Regions from separate parts of the Zea mays genome. Here region 2 is linked to region 1. Evidence: chromatin contacts called from public Hi-C data. All regions are on one chromosome and are shown on one strand. The core of a region is the stretch at or near the end of the contact, and the rest is flanking DNA. Distances in the headings are between cores, read along the strand shown.

The links. Hi-C and Micro-C count contacts between places; a contact is called where the count stands out from the background.
Region 2: a contact with region 1 is called in a Hi-C map of leaf, with 8 times the contacts expected there. The contact joins the promoter of LOC103633052 here to the promoter of LOC100272824 in region 1. A contact is called at or near these places in 2 of 25 Hi-C or Micro-C datasets (endosperm and leaf).

Annotation. Positions count from the first base shown.
Region 1 is chr7:147,046,894-147,053,457 of Zm-B73-REFERENCE-NAM-5.0, reverse strand. It overlaps LOC100272824 (Hydroxymethylglutaryl-CoA synthase), which reads right to left and starts at 3,301. Exons shown (of 12, transcript NM_001147277.1): 1 at 2,925-3,301; 2 at 2,292-2,398; 3 at 1,806-1,938; 4 at 1,494-1,637; 5 at 1,230-1,388; 6 at 1,015-1,088; 7 at 851-926; 8 at 672-727; 9 at 393-480; 10 at 174-314; 11 at 1-85. The coding sequence starts at 2,990.
Region 2 is chr7:147,650,132-147,656,916 of Zm-B73-REFERENCE-NAM-5.0, reverse strand. It overlaps LOC103633052 (protein DETOXIFICATION 49), which reads left to right and starts at 4,590. Exons shown (of 1, transcript XM_008654737.4): 1 at 4,590-6,626. The coding sequence starts at 4,696. The coding sequence ends at 6,417.

The sequences.
Region 1 (6,564 bases), core at 2,052-4,551:
GATGCTGGCCATTGTTTAGCCTCAACGAAAACATAGTGGATGTCAAGCCGCTGCCGTAAGAGAACATCACAATTCTTTGTCCATTCTGTAAGGAAACACGCCGCTAACTATCAGCTTTCAAGAACGGTGCTTACAGAACAATTCAATAAATAGTTTAAAGGTTCAGGGCTCACCAGACTATCATGCTTGTTATATAGCACAGATGCCAATGCAGCATAAAGGGATGCCGTATACATGTTGCCGATCTGTTTCGGAAGCAGAGTCGTTGGCTGAACTTTGATGCCATACAGGTGCTTTGCGACCTGTTGTGAGGCCTGGAAAGATGGCAGAATAAAATCATCAGACCACGAATTTCCTAAATGATAGAATTTCCTCACAAAATAATAAAATACCTTTTCCAAGTCGCGACTCTGGTAGCTCTCTTCACCAGTCAAATTTGAAAAGGACTGGAGCTTCTCTTTAGCATCATCATCAACATAGCTGGCAAAAGTATAGAAGTTCAGTTGAAACTTATCAAATTGGTCTTGATGTGTAGAGTACCCTCCATCTGACATTGTAAGATTCTAGAGAACTGATTGCTATATACTGTTTCACCTAAGAACTAAGATGAATCGTAAAGTGAAAGTTAACTTTTCTCAGAAAAGGAGGAAGCTCAATAAAAGAGTACAAACCTGCAGTTGCGCATGAAGTCATTGTAGTAAAGTCGAGCAAAACTCTTCTGCACGAGCTGTAATAACAGAAGAGAACTAAGAAAACTTTCCAAGGCCAAATCTAAAATCAACAGAAAAGGGGAAAACTTTCAGATCAGTTATCGATCTTCATTTAAAGCCCTTGGTTATTTGTATCTTACCTTGTTGTATGGAGAATGGAACACAAAATATTCTGCATCTGAAATTGAGAATTGTTTACCCGCAATCTTCTCATACCTAGTTTAAGAAGGGACATAGGGGAAATTTTAAGCAAATCGAAGCTAATTATTATTAAAAGGAAAGTGAAAAAGGCACAGCAGCTCACTTGTTGCAGAACTGTCTGTAGCATGAGTCAAGAGCCATCAGGTAGCATGTTTGGGATAATTTACCATCAACAACCTGGAATAAAGGTGCTGTTGTAAAAATGTTGAACTCTGAGATGGATAACCAGAAACATTCACTAGGGTCTGGACTCTGAAGTTCACAGGAATGCATATAAAATAAAAATAGCATAAATGATTTTATGAATAAAAAACTAACCGGATATTCACTTGCAAGATCAGGTTTGTAGAAATCATAAACATGAGCCATATGAGAAGCTCTATATTTGCTCTCGAAGGAAATCGGAGCATTAGGACCAATGAGCATTGCTATAGCAGCAGCACCTCCTGTTGGACGAGCTGGTCCTTCCGCATAAACCTGAGCATCACAATAGTCAATAGAGATGTCAGAAAGCAATTGTGTTTTCTAAAAGGAGAAAGCAATTATAAAACTGATGCTTAAAGGGAAGGCTGGATGACAAACCGCGCTGTCCGTGCAAACGACAAGACCATAACGGCCATCCCAGGAGTTACTTTCGACCCAATTCACACAATTCAGTAGGGCTGCTGTCCCACCATAACATGCATTGCTGGAGTCAACACCTTCAATGTCAGTATTATCACTTTCCTGCATTTTGTGAACAGATGCTAACAAAAATCAACTTTTTAGGAAAAAATAAATGAGAAAGGAAATGGACACGTTTTACAAAAAGAGGTGTAGTTAGCATGAAAATATTGTATTTGTACATGTGTGCTGATGCTACTTGGTAGAATTTACAAAGTCAGATGAACAAACCTCAAAAATCTGCATCAGCCAAGTTTTGATGGATTTGCTTTTGTCTATAACTGTTTCACTTCCCACCTCCAAGCGACCAATTAGCTTGGGATCAATCTTGTATTTTTTCAGCAGAGAATTGACAACCGTCAAACTGCAAGCGATTAGCCCTTCAATGAGGATTCAAACAAAAATGTATACCCATATCCAAAACAGCAACTGCATACTCCCTTAGAATACCAACTATATGCATCTCCTGCACAACACAATGTATGCATGGGGATTTTTTCCCCTTTTTGATTTGGTGATAAGGGGATCACGGGAGGATTGGGAGGGATTGAGGGGGAAATAAACTAATTTCCCCCTCAATCCCCTTCAATCCTCCCGGGATCCCGGGTCACCAAATCAGCCCTACTGAACTAGACGGGGAAAAGGATCTATGTGAATATACACATGCAGCAGGCTAAACATTCTTGTTTAATTTATAGGCTATTAAAAAGAACATACCTCATTGAGATGACATCCTCCACCTCGCTGCAAAAGGCCATGCAATCTTGCCCAAGCCCAATGGTGTACTTGCCTTTGCTCGCCCCATCATGGGCCTCAAGTGCTTCCTACATTAAAATGAGATTTTTAAATGAAAACCGTGAGCCTAAATGCTCAATTTAGTTGAAACAAATACCAGCAGATGTGACAGCTAGCCAAATCTTCTCGCGTTTTACTTGAAATGCTCAATTTCCCGTATTTACAGTTGTACACGGATTTTTGGAGGTCAAACTCTCCAAATTTACTGGAGTTTTAAATATTTGAATATAATCTTAAAAACCGCACATCTAGCATTGGTTTGATCTTCAGCGACATTACGCTGCACGGCAATCACGAAAATATAAAGGTTTAGACAGCAAGTGGCGACAGTTCCACCCTTGACACCCATCTGCCAAATACTTTCGTCAGATCCTAAAGAAACACAATCCTTCGACACAGAGAAGCCCCATCTTCCCCCGCACTGCAATGCGCCAAGGCAAAAGGTCCCGGAGACGCGGATCGGAAGCATTAGAGTCGCCCCGCAACAGCGGCGCTCGTAACAGCAGAACAGAAACAGTAACGCGCACAGTTCTTAGCGGGGGAAAAGGATTTTACCTGCTGCACGCAGGAGGGCGGGAAGTAGATGTCCATGGCGAGGATCCCGACATCCTTGCGGTCCATCTCCTCCACTCAAGCCGAGCCCCCTCGATCCGCTCCCTCTCTGGTCGCCGGCCGGTGCCTGTGCGCTCCACTCGAACGGAGCGAGTCAAGGCGTGGGCTCTGCTGTGTCCAGGAGCCCTAGGCGTGCGTCGGACTCTGGCAGGCTGGCGTACCGTCGGGAGGAGGACGGATGGATCGACGATGCGGATCTATGTGTTCGTGGAAATTTTCAGCCGCGTCAGCGTCGTCAGCTCAGCTCGCGCTCGGCGCGGTGGTTGTCACATCTGCTGGATCGATGCGAGATTCCGGCACGGCACGTGAGAGACACTCAGACACAGACACGACAAACGCCTCGAGGCGCCTACTCTTTTTACCAATTTTTGTTAAGCATTTAGGCAACCACAGTAATAACCTACTAATCAATTCTAGGTTTGAGATGCTAAACTTTTTAAAGTACGTTAATTAGATTTATTTTATTATAATTTTTATGTGAGAAATGCCGTTACACCTATTTGAATCGTGCCATTATTTTATTGACATAGTTCGTGTGCCACACATTATTTTATTGAATTACTTTAAATATTCGTGTCCATGTGTTAGCATGTCCTATTGTCACGTGGCCAATTTTTTTTGTTTTTTACTCCCCCATCACAAAATATAATTCATTTTAGACTAAATATACTTTCATTAATCAACCTATGTTTATATTCATTATCCTTCAAATAAATGTGTACAGAAAAAAGATGGGGCTAGGAAGAACTATATTTTAGGAGTTAGGACGAATGGAATACTATTTATCTCAGCACATCAAAATGTCAAAAAAATGTTAGTGTGTCTATGATGTGCCACAAATTATTTTAAATATCCTTTCATGTGGCCAGATTTTTAATATTTCTATTATTTATCTCAGCCCACATCAAAATTGTTAAAAAAAATATGTTAGAATGTCCTATTGCCATGTGGACAGAATTTTTTTCTAGAGAGGTGGGGCGCGAAACTCATAACTCGTGTGCTACTGTGCTCGCACCTGGCGCGCAGGGGTCTAGAACTCGCAATTCCGAGGTTCCTACCTCCTGGTCAGACCACTAATCTGAATTGCAAGGTCCCAACTATGTGCGTGGGCTGAATTATATGGGCTAAAACACATGTATGGGCTGAAAAAAATGTATAGAGGTTGAATTGGGCTAGAAAAAATATATAGGTTGAAATATGTGTGTTGTAGAAATACGTGGGCAGAATTGTGCCGGCCAAAATAATTATATGGGCTTAATTGTGCGGGCTGAAAAAAATTGTACGGTTGCAACCATAAAAAAAGTATATGGGCAAAGAAAATCAAAACGAAAATAATGGCATAGGATTTTGATGCTACGTGGTATTTGCCCATGTGGTAAGGCATATGATTTTATGACAAACAACCAATATCATAAAACTATACAACACTAAAAATGCAATGTTATATATTTGTGACATGAAATATATAGATGTCTTGTAGTAAATTTGTGACGGTGTTTTTTTACGTTAGGATTTTTATCAACTGGTTGTCATAAATCTTAAACCGTGACATTAATTCTATATATTATGACACAAATAGAATGTCAATAAATTGCATATTTCTTTATTATACTAAAGCACCATTTTCAACGGTCATGCTCCGTCATTTTTTTATAAAAAGGCATCCTCATATTTCTTTATAATCTAACCAGTGGTTCCATTTCATTCCCTTTTTCATCCACTCGTAGCACGCAGGCACACAACATGCTTCGCTCAGCCGTGTGGCATCCATGGTGCCTCGTCGGTCGGGTTTATTCCCAATGGCTGCACGAACCCTCCGCGCACAACATGGAGTATACTCTAGACTCATCGTGCTTTGTCGCCACATGATCTCCGGATCTCCCAACGGCTGCGAGAACCCTCCGCACACGACGCGAAGTGTACCGTGAACCCTATAAAAGGCACTTTTGGCCTCCCGGTCTCGCGTTGCGCCGTTCCATGCCCCCATAGATTTGGGGCTGGTGGTGGTGCTTTCGTTTCATGTGCTCTCCCTATCCACCAACACCAATAGAGCCATGAGCAGAGGGATGCAGCTGGAGAGCCTACTGGCTAGCAGCAGCAGGAGCAGGGCAACACGCAGAGGACGAGCATGTTTGTGTGGATAACCTCGTTGAGCACCTTGGACTCCGTTGCCCAGGCATCCCTGCACCGGGCGCCTTCTATGGGGTGAGTTGGAATCGTATTTGCATCCGACCTAAGTGTGGACTATCTACCTTTTGTTAAATATTTAACATGTACCGTTTATGGATCTATGATTTATTCTTTTTGTGAGTGGCAATTGTTCTTATCAATGGACTATATACTCACTTTGATATTAAATTTGTTTTTTATGAGTGTCAAATATGATTGTTTGCTGTCGCACGTACATGTATTGTACTAGTCTTACATAATGGCGAGATCCATGACACCCACAACATAGTATAAGAACAATCAATACATAACATGGTCTAAGTGAGAATATCATTTATCAAAAAGGAAAAAGAAATGAAATACCATTGGTTCACTACTTGAGCATCAGTTTGAGCTATCTACTAATAAATCGACGACGGCATGGGGCGCTGAAACTTACAGCAGTAAAGCCTTTGTCAAGATGATCGCAAAAGCCAAAACTACTCCAGTCCAATCTACCTCGTCATCAGGGAAGACGTGAATATAATTGAAATTGGAGGATTTTAGGGACGGTTTGCCCTATACTTAAGGCACCAAAAATTGTCATGTATTTTTACCACACTTGTCTAAGGTTAGAAGTTTAAATTCTGCCCCACAATAGTGGCATGTCTAAAAGAATCTACCGTATTTTTACAAGTCATTGACAAGTGCGATTTACGCAGCACAAATTTTTTTTGTCACCATTATGGCTATAAATCAAACATATACCTAACTTAGTCAAAATTGTCTAACCTTAGACATGACAAACTGTGACAATTGAGTTAGCAAACCAAACAAACCTAGTAAGAAGCTATGCCCTGGCGTGGTTGGTTGTAAACAATCGTAGAAAAAAATGACTCTTTGTGTACTCCCTTTGTCCAGTTTATAATTTGTTTGAGTTTTTACACTAAATTTGACTAAGTCATCTTATTAAAAAATCGTAATTATCAATAATTTTTACTTGGTATCATTCAACATATAATATATTTTAAGTATGGCTTTGAATTTTCTATTTTTCTAAGAAATTTGAATAAGACAACCGATTAAAAATGGTAAAAAAAACTCAAATGAATTATAAATAAATTAGGATGGAAAGAGTATAATTTATCCTAGAAAACCATAGAAAATTATTTCAGACAAAAAAAATTAGAAATTGGAAGAGCTCTACCAAAAAATATTTAGCTTTTCTTGACCTCAATTCACGGGCTCTACGGGTTGAGCCAAGGAGCGAGACCTTAAGTATTTGTTTGCTGGTCATGTTTTGTTTTTTTATATATAAATTTGATCAAGTTTACACGTGTTTGGTTATACTAAATTTAAATAAAATTCCTTTAGACTGTACATGTTATAAAATGACAAAGTGTAGCTAAATTTTCTTAGACAAAATGTGTGGTAA
Region 2 (6,785 bases), core at 3,341-5,840, 600 kb before region 1:
AATATAAATTATATATATGTATATACGTTTTAAATAAAAAATATAATCATGTCGGACCGGGCCAGCACTACGAACCGAAGCTACAGCCAAAGCACGATGTTCTTGACTCTTGCAAGCATTAGGTTGTTTCTAAGACCATATTGACGCAATGGACACCATGATGTTTAAGGTTGCTGAATTGGATGGAGCAAAAATGATTTGTCACATTAATAGTAAAATGAAAGGTTATTTGTTGGTTTTAAGCGTTATTAATTGCTACGAAGTAGTATCATTTATATGGAGCGCATCCAGTTTTTATTGATGCATGACTTTAGCAATCACTCCATATTTTGATCTATTTTTTTAAGTTTGAGTTCATGTGACTTATTTTAGAAACTTGAGCCCACGAACTTTCTCTTATTTGGTCTTTGTATGGTGGAATTATGTCATTTTATAATCTCTGTTCATTCAGTCAATCGTTGTGATCTTTCTTCTAATCGCTCACTTAATTGGTTCTATTGTACCAAGACATATTACATGGAGTAAACAATAACATCAGTTAGCCAAATCAAAAAATATTATACAGAGAGCGGAGACAATCAATAAAAAAACTTACAGTTTTTTTGTGGATAATTTGCGTGGGTATTATTGTAAGCCGTCACAACGCACGGGCAACCGACTAATATATATATATATATATATATATATATATATATATATATATATATATATATACATATATATATATAAATATATATGATACCGTTGACTTTTTTTGAAAACTTTAACCACACGTCTTATTCAAAATATTTATTCAAAAATATAAATTTTAAGTTAAGCAAAAACTATCTCAAGTGATAAAACAAATCACAAAAATATAAAATGATAACTCATTATTTTTTGAATACGACAAGTGGTCAAAGTTTTTTTTAAAAGTCAATGGTGTCATATATTTATGAATGAATGGAGTACCTTATATAAAGCACCACTTTAAACATTGCAACAGCTACACAAACAAAAGCACCCAGAACCATCTCACCTTTTAAAGCAAGGGACGAGATCAGTTTAAGTCTTTTCTTTGTCTTACTCACTCAAATCTAATGGTCTAGCTTATTTGGATCATCCCTCCCTCATTAGGGATGACAATTTTACCCACGGGTTCGGATATCGGGTACGGGTACGAGCACGAAATTTGACCCGCATGTCTTGCCCGAACCTGACCTGTAGTAAAATCGTGTCGGGTACGGATTTGATTTCTTACCCGCGAGTACCTAACGAATATCCGAAAATAGTGATTTTAGATTTTCGACCTGCCAGTACACTAGCTAGCTGTCCATCCTTGGCAGCTCATCCTACTGCCATCCCTCCCTGTGTGCTAATTATTCTCATCTGGTTCTATTACTAATGCCAGTACGTTTGATAAAGTGATAGTACATAGTACTAGTGCTAGCTAGTACAAGTACTCGAGCTAGGAGAGTGTTACTACACCAGACGACTATGCTAGCTACTCTCTGATCCCGACGAATTGGAAGTTTATCACCAAAAAAAAGTAGCAACACACATCTAGGGCTATATCTGCACGACTTCAATGTGCAACAACATTATGTGCCTCCGGTGATCATGGTGATGTGCGACACTCAGAAATGCACTAGACTTCATTTAGGGAGAATGCACCAAACTGCTATACCCGATGGGTACCCGATATCCGTCCGATACCCGATAGGTACGGACACAGGTACAAAATTTTACCTATGGGTATAGTAATGGGCGGATATAGATAATCCCCGCGGGTATGGTCGCGAGTGGGTATTTACTCTACCCGATCCAAACCCGACCCATTGCCATCCCTATCCCTCATCAATCACGCTCCCCCCACAATCCACTCACATGGTCAACGGTGCCGAGACCACAGTTGGCGGTGGCATACGGGTTAGAGGTGGCGCGCGCGATGTCGACCATCAGGGTAGAGCACACTGGAGTGCAGTGTGGGGGACTCGAGGCTTGTCCCATTCAGGTGCACGATGTTACCGAGGGTGACGACATTGGGGGAAGTTCCTGTGGACAGTGGCAGCGGCGATAATGGTGAACCCATGGCGCAGCGTTGACGATGATGTCGTCGTAGTGGCCAGAGTTGTCGGTGAAGCATACGACGGAGATGACGTGGATGGCTATGTGGAGGCAGCCGAGTGCGCGTGACGGGCTCGTAGAAGAGACTTGGTGTTGTCCGTCGACGAGGGGTGCATCCTGGCCAAAGAAGATGGAGATAAAGTCAGTATTGTCATGGATGGACTCGAAACCCGCAAGGGCAGCGGCGATGCACTTCGCCAACTAGCAACTGTCATAGGTGGGACACCACCATTGGTAGTGCTAGTGGTATAGATGAAGAGGCAGGCATAGGGCTCGAAGCTGCCCACGGCAGAGAGCATGTGATGTCGTGGCCCTCGGTGTCGAGCGTGTGATGTCGTGGCCCTCGGTGTCGAGCGTTTGATTGGTGTCCACCACGATCGGGTTGCTGAGCAGCATGTTCCTGTTGAAGAACCTGGCGCCAATAAGCTTGCGGTTGCAAGCGACACCATGGTTGATGGAGTCCTGGTAGGAACCCTTCCAATGTGCTGGCACTGACACCTTGTTGTCGACTGTCATCATCTCGGTCTTGGAAGAGCATTTTTACTAGTGCAGAGAAAAGTTTCAACATTTGTATTTTATAATATATTAGTTAAAAAATATAGTGTACTATAAAATTTATTTTTTAAAAATTTCTTTATTCTAAATTATAAAACTTTTTAGCTTTTACAAATACATGATTAGCTCTTGATGTCTATATAAATATACATTATGATAGGATATAAAATTAATACTTATAATTATAACAGATGGAGTATTTGTATATAATGATACTTATTGCGAATCATAAATATTAGTACATTTTAATAAAAAATTAGTTATTTTTATATTAATTTTATTATAACATATGAAGTATTTTGTATAAACTTAGTTGGTACCAATAATTATTTTAAAAGTTTATCGAAATTTAGGACTAGGAGAAAACAAAAACAGTTACAGAGATACGAAAACGAAATCGGTAGAAAAAATCGAGAACATGAACGAAAACAGTTTTAGTTTCTCTCTACCGTTTTTAAAATTTACTATATTTATTCGATATTTTCTACCTATAACAATTTGGTTTTTTAGAAAAAATATTAAATCTTAAATTAATCTTTGTAAATTTATAATAAATTCATCTTAACTTAAAAAAATGAAAATAATTTTGTTATTTTTCTAAAATCAAGGTCTATATAATGGCACAAAGTTTAGATTTATTTGAAACTTTTATTGCTCTTATTTATAGTTTCTTACTAATTGTTACTCTCGGTACATATATTCATAGTTCGCATGATACTTATCAGGAGGACACCAATTATGTTGATTACGTCAAATAGTAGAGTATAATAAGAATGTAGGTGACATGTCATCATACACATATTGATTTTATAGCCATATGCTACTATGTTCGCTAGTGCTTTATCTAATTATATGATGATTTCGTTACTTGTACATTATCTTATATTGAATGTGACATCCTTACTTTGTGTTTTAATGTTTTATACATTATTACTTATATTATGATGGGTCAAGTTATATGCTTGTTCTATGCTCTATAGTTTGATGTGTGATATTGTCATCATACACATATTGATGTGTTTTCAATCGAATAGTTTCGTGTTTTGTGAGGTACCGAGTTATGGATTCCTAACTATATGTATGTGTGCTCAGTGCTAATCGCTTGTTTCTGTGAATGATGTATTACTTTAATACTGTGTGAATTATGCTTTCATCCTTTACGAATTTATGACTATTTATATATTATTACTAATTTCTATATGGATGTATGACTTGTGTGAATTATTTTAAGTCAACTGTGAGTATATGTTACAATTATTACTGATCGTATTTTAGATTTTGATCCTGACCGGTGTATTTTTTGTATCGAATTTCTATTTTCGATGATTTCGAATTAATAATGTCGTTTCTGTTTCTGAAGCTATCGTTTCTTTTACTTTTTTTAGAAAAAAAATATGAAAATGGGAATAGTTCTGGTCACCGACCGTTTTCATGCATACACCAATGGGGCTCAGCTTTGGAGTGCGATTGCTAATCGTCACGTAGCATAATGGAGGCGCTGAGTTCGATTGAAGCTTTAAGAACCGAGGAAAGCAGTACATGGACAACAGTTTTTGTTGCTATCGTCACAAAACCCCTCTTTTTTTGCACGTGCGACATCAAGTCGCGCTGATGAATTAGTTGAGATAATGCTTTGCAGCTTTGGTGTATTCGAGTAGAGTACATGCACGGTGTTTTTTGTACTGCTAGTCCTAGTCGGTACGGACCTCTTCTTTTCTTTTTCACACGTTACTAGTAGCAACAAGTTTAGAGTTTGTCGTGTCCTTATTGCGTCCTAGCTGGATCACTCTGCCCTGTGGGCCAAGCGAGCAATCTCCTCGATTTACAATGAACCATTTTCCCGTTGGGCCCATGGAAAATCCAAAAGATAAGAATGTCATACGCTGCAAGCCTGCAAGCATCTATATAAACACTGGCAATGCCAGCTCCCGTCGATGCCACCACAACAGCACACAGACGTGTGGCCCCTCTGCAGCAAAAACCAGAGGCCGCGGCAGGCACGGACGCTTCACGCGCAGGCCGCGGACTAGCGCCATGGCGACGTGCCGGTGCCCCGAGCCGGCGCAATGCCATCACAGGCCGCTCCTCTCGACGGCCAAGGGCTACCCTAAGCTGCACGACCGCCCAAGGCCGGCGCCCGGCAGCGTCCTCGCCGAGGTGGCCGCCATCCTCTGCCTCACCGGGCCAATGGCCGGCGCGGGGATCCTGTTCTACATGCGCTCCCTCGTGTCCATGGTGTTCCTCGGCCGCCTCGGCCAGCTGCCCCTCGCCGGCGGCTCCCTCGCGCTCGGCTTCGCCAACATCACCGGCTATTCCGTCCTCTCCGGCCTCGCCGGCGGGATGGACCCGGTCTGCGGCCAGGCGTTCGGCGCGGGGCGGACGGACCTCCTCCGCACCGCACTCCGGCGCACTGTTCTGCTGCTCCTGGCCGCGTCCGTGCCCATCGCCATGCTCTGGGTGGCCATGAACCGGGTCCTCGTCTCCGCGGGGCAGGACCCTGACATTGCGGCCACGGCGTACGCCTACATCCTCTGCTGCCTCCCCGACCTCGTGCTGCAGTGCTTCCTCCACCCGATCCGTATCTACCTGCGCGCGCAGTCCGTCACGCTGCCGCTCACCTACGGCGCCGCCGCCGCGCTGCTCCTCCACGTGCCCATCAACTTCCTCCTCGTCAGCGTCCTCGGCCTCGGCGTCCGTGGCGTCGCGCTCGGCGGGGTCTGGACCAACCTCAACTTCTTGCTGTTCCTCGTGGCGTACGTCTACCTCCGCGGAATGTACGGCACCCATGACGATGACGGCGCCAAGAAGGGCGCGTCCGTGGCGGCGCCACCAGCCGAGGAGGTGGAGGAGGAGGGCGCCAAGGAGTGGTGGAGCCTGGTGAGGCTGTGCGCGCACAGCTGCATGTCCGTCTGCTTGGAGTGGTGGTGGTACGAGATCATGGTGCTCCTCTGTGGCGTGCTCATCGACCCCAAGGCCGCGGTGGCTTCCATGGGGGTGCTCATACAGACCACGTCGCTGATATACATCTTCCCGCACTCGCTCGGCTGCGCCGTGTCCACGCGAGTCGGGCACGAGCTGGGCGCCCGGAGGCCGGAGCGCGCGCGCCTCGTCGCGCGCGTCGGGCTCGGCCTGGGCGCCGCGCTCGGCCTCGTGGCCTGCGCATTCGCCGTGTCCGTGCGGGGCGTCTGGGCACGGATGTTCACCACCGACGAGGCCATCCTGAAGCTGGCGGCGGCAGCGCTACCGCTGCTCGGCATGGCCGAACTGGGGAACTGCCCGCAGACGGCCGGCTGCGGGGTGCTGCGCGGCAGCGCGAGGCCCGGGAAGGCGGCGAGGATCAACGTCTCGGCGTTCTACGGCGTGGGCATGCCCGTGGCGCTGGCGCTGGCGTTCTGGGCCCCCGGGCTGGACTTCCGCGGGATGTGGGGCGGCATGCTGGCCGCGCAGCTCGTCTGCGCCGCGCTCATGCTGCGCGCCGTGCTCGGCACCGACTGGGCGGAGCAGACGGAGCGCGCCCGCCAGCTCACCGGCGGGCGCGGCGACGGCTTTGACGTCGTCGGCATTGTCGACGAGGACAAAACAAGCCATGCAGAAGCGGCCAAAGCAGAGGTCGGGAACACATTGTTCATAGTGGCGGATTGCGTGATTGCGTCTAGCGGCGACGGAACCAGGACCCGATTCATGGATGATTTGCATCCTCGATTCATTAGATATAGGTTTTCTTTTTTCTTTATTAGTTTTTTTTCCTTTTTGTAATTTTAACCGACCTTTTTGGGGGATTTGTAGCAATACAAAGTTTCAACCTCCCTCCATTGTTAGTTTCTTTTTCCCTCTTTTAAACGAGAGTGAGAGTGAGAGTGAAGACTGAAGACTGAAGGGAGAGTTTACAATGAAAAAGGGTGAGTGTCCCGCTGTACAAATTAAAGGCATTTCCAACTAGATTCCAGAACAATTGCCAAACAAAATTTTGCTACTCAAAGTGACCAAATGGACTCCGGGACCTGAATGTTCCGATCTCTACTAGTGGAAATCGCATTTGTTTAATCCTACAGGATTTCATTATTAATGCTGTATGATTTAACTGTCATTATCTTTGCCATGTGCGAACAAGAATATTTTGGCCT